2 separate regions of the Sus scrofa genome follow, and region 1 is linked to region 2. A link is a contact called in public HiChIP or PLAC-seq data. All regions are on one chromosome and are shown on one strand. Each heading gives the region's core, a stretch centred on a gene start, on an enhancer-like site or on the middle of the called end of the contact. The rest is flanking DNA. Distances are from core to core; before and after follow the strand shown.

Region 1 (3,608 bases), core at 747-3,246, 1.0 Mb before region 2:
CAATGCAGGGTGCAATTAATGCTGCTTCACACAAAGGGCACCAATTAGGCAAACTCTTCCGATAATTGCCTGCACGTCCTCCTCGAGATGCCAAGCCTTGTTTGGACACCACCTCACAGCTGATTCAAGTTAACCACTGTTCCTGTACATCCTCCATGCTTTCTTGCCACACTCCTATCCCTTCAGCTGATGACCGAGTCCCTGTTTTACTAGCAGTATGGCACAGGAGGAAAACCCAATTTTGCAGAGTGAGCCCCGAAGCAGGTACAGCGTGTTTATTTTGAAAAGATCTCCTAGTCAGGCATGATCTTCCACTAGATGACCTTCAGGGACTTTTTCCTCCTCAATAGCCCAAGGCAACCAAATGCCTAGATTTGACTTCTTCACCCAAATTCTAGTCCTGACACGTTAGCAGATTCAACATCAAAGGCTTCTTACAGTATGCATCTGAAATGAGACTAACAATGTACACAACTGAAGGAGAAAAACCACCTCTGCCATCACCATCTTGAGTCTCCCCGCCTAAGCTCCAGGCCCACCTGGGACCAGCAGGTGCTATTAAACTCGTTTTGCATTTTCCCATCAGCTGCCTGTATTCTGCAGGCACAATTAAGCTACAATGACTACAAGGACCAGAGGCCAAAATCCGAGGGAAGAAAGGGTCAGCATCAATTTATAAGCCTCAGGGTACCACAAACCTTCAGGACAGTCCTGCCCAGGCAGGTCTCAGAGTGAGGGCACAGCAGGTGGCATGGTGAAATAGCTTCTGAAGTGCAATCTGCCTTGTGCATGGTGTAGTCAACAAAATTAGCGCTATGGCACAACACTGTAAATCAACTATATTTCAATTAAAAACAAGCTAGCGCTCTGGGCTGCCTCCTCACTACACTGTTCACCCCATGGCCAAAGAGGCTGCAGATATGAGGGCTTTGGAAATCTTGAGATGCTCAAGAACTAAACAGGAAGCTGGGAGAAAAGAACACCAATGGTTCTGGAAAACGAAAAAGAGAAGGAGATACTGCAGGGACCATATCAAAGTAGTTAGGTGAAAATATCCAACATTTTGCCTGAATAGAGAATTTGGAAGGGAAGCCAAGTTTCCAGCAGCGCCCCAACCTGAGGATTTTCTGCCATCTGAATTGTTAGCTGACTGGCGGGGCGGGGCGCGCGGAGGTGGAGACGGTATAGCAACTTGCAAGCAACTTTGGGGAACCCCAAGCTTTAAGCACTCAACTTCCTCCTAGAACTCCCTTCAAATAAAATGCCATCTCCCTCCTTCCTCTCCATCCACCCCAGTCTCCCCTCCCACGGGGTCGGGGCTACAGACTCTGACCAACCTACTCTTTCCATTCAGTATCCCCAGTGCAAACCAGGACTCCAGAGCACCAGGAAGGAAGTCCCTTAGGAGGCAGGAGGGGAAGGGTATAGAGCCTGGGTTTCAGTCCGTGTAGGTTCGAGCCGGCTCTGCTCTCTTCTAGACCTGTAACTTTGGTCAGATCACTGGCCGGCTCCGAGACTGTGCGAGTGATAAAGAGGAGCTCCAACGTTCCTCCACTCGCCCCGCGCCTGCACTGAGTCCCGGGGTAGTCCCACCGCACCCCCGTCCTGGGGTCCCCCCGGGGTTCCCTCCACGCCCGTCTGCCCGTCAGGAGGGCTCACCGCCGAAACGCTTCCTGAAGGATTTCGCAGGAGGAGCCGGCTTTGGAAGTGGGGCTGTGGCCGAAGAAAAAGTTGTTGGGAGAGAGGTGAAGCGAGCGCGGGGATATATCCACGGCAAAGGGCAAGGGCCACAGACCCAGGCTCTCCGCGCCAGAGGTGTCCCTGGCCCACCCTTTCGGCACCACCAGAGCCGCCAGCAGCGCCAGGAGGCCGGGTAGCCACCTCCATCCGTGGCGCTCCATAGCCATCCTACCGCTGTCTGCCGGGGCTGGCTCGGTACCTACTTCCCACCCCCAGACGGGAAGGAGGGAGCTTGGAGGGCGCAAGTCACGGAATCAGCTGACTGTGCGCCCCGCCCCGCTACCGCCCCCAGGCCAGTGAGGCCGCCCCTGGGGCACCGCTCCGCCCTGGCTACGCCTCCAAGCCAGTGGGACCGCCTCAGGGGCCGGCGCCAGTCTCTGGCTCCCCTCTCCACTCACCCCCAGCCGGCTTCCTTCCTCCAGGCGCAGAGCTGGATGCTGACCGCCCTCCGGCTTGCAGCAGTCGGGCTCTTCTTTGGGACACTGGCCTCGTGAAACTGGAGAGTGCCCGCCACAGAACATCCAACTTCCTCCCACCCTACCACCAGATAACCTGCGTGGTTATTTGCCCCACAGTCTGGACTTTTCTATAACACAGTTCACCTCTAATTATTAAAGCTTCCCATCACAACGCCTTACGGCAGAGTTTTGAACAGATGGGAAGTTAAAAATTAGGCAGAAGAGGAGTTATCGTGGCTCAGTGGTTAACGAATCCGACTAGGAACCATGAGGTTTTGGGTTCGATCCCTGGCCTCACTCAGTGGGTTAAGGATCCAGCGTTGCCATGAGCTGTGGTGTAGGTTGCAGAAGCGGCTGGGATCCTGCCTTGCTGTGGTTGTGGTGTAGGCCAGTGGCTACAGCTCTGATTAGACCCCTGGCCTGGGAACCTCCATATGCCACATGTGCAGCCCTAGAAAAGGACGGGGGACGGACACACACACACACACACGTACACACACGTTAGGCAGAAGATACTCTGTGAGAGAATGTGCAATAGTGAATCTTTCAATTTAGAAATAATATCGTAATTTATAAAGTTGTTTTATGCTTGTCCCTGAGGTCTACATGGGCTTTCTTATTTCTTGTTATGTAACTTCCTAGATCTTTTTTTTTTTTTTTTTTTTTTTTGTCTTTTTAGGCCACACTTGCAGCATATGGAAGTTCCCAGGCTAGGGGTCCAACTGGAGCTATAGCAGCTGGCCTACACCACAGCCACAGCAAAGACAGATTCAAGCCATGTCTGCGACCTACACCACAGCTCACAGCAATGCCCGATCCCTAAGCCACTGAGTGAGGCCAGAGATCGAACCTGCAACCTCATGGGTTCCTAGTTGGATTCATTTCCGCTGCGCCACAACAGGAACTCCTAGATCTTTCATTTCTTTGTTGCCAATGTTAATAAAACCCCTCCTGACCCTGAGTTTCCCCCAGAAATTATAAAAGAATGAGGAGACCTTTAGGTATTGGCCTGGAAAGATCTTCCCACCTATTGCATATTCTACCGACCTCACCCCTACCTCAAACAGCGTGAAAACTCAGCTGCCAAAGTCTTCCTCGTAAAGCATAAACTAGGCCTTGCCACTTCCTTACTCAATACATGTCAAAGGCTTCTTTCCCACTGTCCCCAGGAAAAAATACAAGTTCCTTAACCTGATCTACATGGTATGGCAGAATCTGGCATCTGCCCAGCTCTCTGACTACATCACTTCCCTGTTCCCTTTGATTACCCTGTTCCAGCACCCTGGCCTTCAGTGACCTGAATCCACCGAGCATTTTCCTCCTTCACAGCCTGATCTAAGGTGTTAGCGAAGTAGGGAAGGGAAAGAGAACGAGTGCAGCCTAGTGTCTACACTGACAAAGAGGTTCCCC
Region 2 (3,603 bases), core at 565-3,064:
TCTTTATTCATTTGTCCTCTCTGGCAGGAATGACCTCTTTCTACCTACCTCCCATTTATCATTTAAAGGTCAACTCAAGCATCACATCTTCCATCCCCCTCCTAAGCAGGGTCAGGGGCTTGTCTTCTATAATCCTACTTGACCGGGCATTTCTGTCAATGCACATAATCACATTGCATTGTAATGAACTCTTTTCTCCATTACACTAAACATTTCATGTACTGAAGATTAAAAACAAGTGCTCAAAGAATATTTGTAGAAGGAAAGGGAGCACTGTGCTGGATTATATGGGAAACAAAATTAAAATGACAAGTGGTATCCATTACATGAACATTGCTATAGAGTACAATTCCACAAACTTCTTCTGCAAAAGGCCAAAAAAAAATTTAGCCTTTGCAGGCCAACAGGTAAAATGGAGAATATCATGTAGTTATTTACATAGCAAAAAAGAATCCCCTGCCCTTTTTAACTAATGAACCCCCACTCCTGCAAATAATTATGAGTACATTATTTGGTTTACGAATGAAAGGAATGGGATTCTTTGGAGGAGGGGGATAACATTTCATTTACTTTGGCTCAAAGTTAGTGTTTCCTATCATCGAAGAGACTGCAGATATTCCTCTATAAAAAAAAATCAGTCTTGGCTTACTGACTATCCAAAAACACTGTGCCACATCCAACTAGTGGGCCTTTGCTGACACTTGAACACAGTCTGAGTTATGCATGTCGGCTTACAGGCAGATTTGTAGTATTTACAATAGTAACTACTACAATACTACAGGATTCTCGATTGGTTGAATCCACGAGCAAACAACAGGATATGGAGGAACCTAGATAAGGAGGAACCCGCATATGCGGGCTCACTCACCGTTATCCCTCCGGGGAAGATCAGGGCCCCTAAATCTCCCCCTCACCCGCAATGTTCGAGTCAACTGTATAGGCAAAAGAGTACATAACTCTGCTTTGAAAGAAATAGTTTAAAGCTTTAGAAAGAAAAAGTGGGGAGCAGTAGCAGTGGTTGTCAGATTAAAGTGAGGAACAGCATTAGAGACAGGGCAGGGGGAGCGAGACAGCGCAAACGCATGGAGTCAAGAAATGATGTGAAAATGAACAGGAAGAAAGTGATCAGGGATAGGTTAGAACCTGAGAAACAGACTAAATGAAAAACAGGTACTACAACAACACAGTGAAGAACATCAAATATATGCTCTAAGTAACGTATAGGGAACTGAGCGCTCAGAAGAGATTTTTTAACTCTAACTGGATTCCCAAAGAGATTCAAAATATGTGTTTCAGCTGAGCCTTTAAATATAATATTAAAACTCATTAAGCACTTAAGGCGGGAGCAAAGGCCACGGGGAAGAGGGCGGGCACCAGTAGCTGGGAAGCTCATCAGTCAAGACAGAGACGTAATTCTGCCCACTGCCTTAAAGGGTGTGGATTACTCCAGGGACTAATAAAAATGAACAGTAGGAGAGTGGTTATTGCAGAGGAGGAAAATCCAGGTCGAAGCTAAACTGCGGGGATCCTGAGAGGCTGATTAAGCTCAGCCATTCCGCGCAGACTAGCAAGCTCCAGAGCAGCATGCTATGATACCAAGGAAGGCCTGATGTTGAGTGTGAGCTACCCTCATTGAAAACCGGCTTCACCTACCTCCGAAGGGCCCCGACGGTCCGCTGAGACACCCTGGCCTCCAGGAGAATTTCCCGGACTCCGCCAGCCCCCTCCCTGGACTATACCGGAGCACTTGCGGAAGATCACGCGGACCCTTCGGGGTGCTGCCGAAACACACCGCGAACAGAACAGCCCGGCGTGTCTCACGAAGATGACGTAACGGCGCAGGCTCACGAAATGCACGCAGCCCGGGTGACGCAGGGGCGGGTGAGATGGGAGGGGCGGCGAGGAGGAGGAGGCGGGGCCGGAGGGCGAGGCTGAGGCCTGGTGCTAGTGACCTAGAGCTGTGGCTGAAGCGATGTTGTCTCTCTAGCACTGGGGTAGTTAAGGACTGCCTAGTGCAGCGGCGGGAAAAAAAAACGGGAAGTTCTCTGGGCTGCAGCGATGCGGAACGTTTTTTGGCCGGAAAGCCGAAGAAGCAATAGGAAGTGACGTCGCAGCCAAAACAAGCCGAGGCTTGGGGGGCCTGCCCTGAATCTGTGGCCGCAGATGAAAAGGCCCCATTCGCACTCGCTGTCGGCTGTCGAAGGTGTTCGCCAGGCCCTGTGCTCCCACCTGATCGGCCTCCTGCGCCTGTCCCTGGGACCAGCCCGCAGCGGTTGAGCTCGAGTTTCTGCCCACCGTACCGGAACAGCGCTGGGACGTTTCGGGCAGAGCTGGCGGGTGGCGACAGAGCGGACATCCCTCCCTACAAAAGTCTCCCTTCCAGCGGGTTCCTGTCCCGGGACGCCGGGGCACCTGTCGCCTGTGAGGCATCATTCATTTTCATAGCTCCTTCCTTTCCTTGTGGGACAGTTCCAGGATGAGGAAGAACCGAGGCGGGGCGGTGGGGGGACTCCTGTTGTTAGCGCCCACTGTGGACTAACCCAGTTGGCCCTTTCATTTCGTTAGTCTTTCTCCCCTTAGCCCTGGGCTCCGACGGATTGAGGTGATCGTAGCTATCTGTGGTCTTACCTCTTTTTCTCACCGCCTCCTCTTCTCTATCATCTCCACCCTCCCTTCTCTTGTACTTAAAAATTATGATTTAAGGAGTCAACTTTGCTCCTCTTCTCTAGAGTAGTGCTGTTAAGGTAAGCGTTCTATTTCCATTCCCTCCTCCCCAAGTACATTTGCTCTTTCTCCCTCAAAGACCGGTAATTTCATCTATAAACTATCATGTGTAACATGGAAGATGTTTAGAACTGGAAAGAACGTTAAAGATGTCCATTCCAATCATCTTCATCTTATCTGAATAAAATGGGTCTCAGAAAACGTATATGATTTATTTTTCCAGGGTTGCATTTCTAGTTGGTAGTGACGTTGGGCATGGAAAGCCAGATCTAATCAACTGGTATTTGTTGAGCATCTTGCAGGCCCATTTCAGGATAGAAAAGAATGTGAAACTTTGTTAAGTTACAGATCACGAAATATTTATGGAGCACCGAATAGAACCAAGCACTGTTTTGTGTGCAGAGATTAGTAAGCTTGGGCCCCTATCCTAGAGGAGTTTTCAATTTATTGGGACTGGAAATGAAAATTTCCAAGAGAATGATAAATGCTAAAATATGTACAGGGTGCTGAGAGAACTTAAGGAGATGCCCTTTACCCAGCTCTGGATAAGAGTCGCTGGGAGATGGTGCCTCCCAGAAATCACAGTTCATATCTTTTAATATCCTTTTAAAGACCTCAGCGTTACACCTCCACTTCCGTTTGAATTACAATTCATTTTCTGTTCAGGTTTCCTTCCTACCTTGTACTAAGGTGTATTGACTTTGTTATCTGTTAACTGTCTTTATTATTATAGTTGTTGTTGTTGTTATTTCTTCAGCTCTTTCTCCCTCCAAAGTTTTGGCTTAACTTAGTGCTACCTCTTATTTTAATAAACAGGGGGATGGAGACAGAAGAGGTGGATGGGTACCTCATAATTTAGGAGTTCCCTTTTTCTCTGCT

The links. HiChIP or PLAC-seq counts read pairs in DNA pulled down with a chosen protein or histone mark.
Region 1: a contact with region 2 is called in an H3K27ac HiChIP or PLAC-seq map of alveolar macrophages. The contact joins the promoter of HEXB here to the promoter of UTP15 in region 2. A contact is called at or near these places in 1 of 47 Hi-C or Micro-C datasets (epiblast stem cells) and 2 of 2 datasets of contacts at active chromatin or transcription factors (alveolar macrophages and skeletal muscle).

Annotation. Positions count from the first base shown.
Region 1 is chr2:83,743,651-83,747,258 of Sscrofa11.1, reverse strand. It overlaps HEXB (hexosaminidase subunit beta), which reads right to left and starts at 1,996. Exons shown (of 14, transcript NM_213921.2): 1 at 1,660-1,996. The coding sequence starts at 1,907.
Region 2 is chr2:82,713,622-82,717,224 of Sscrofa11.1, reverse strand. UTP15 (UTP15, small subunit processome component) reads right to left here and starts at 1,814. Exons shown (of 13, transcript NM_001243205.1): 1 at 1,654-1,814. ANKRA2 (ankyrin repeat family A protein 2) reads left to right here and starts at 1,885. Exons shown (of 9, transcript XM_003123692.6): 1 at 1,885-2,421.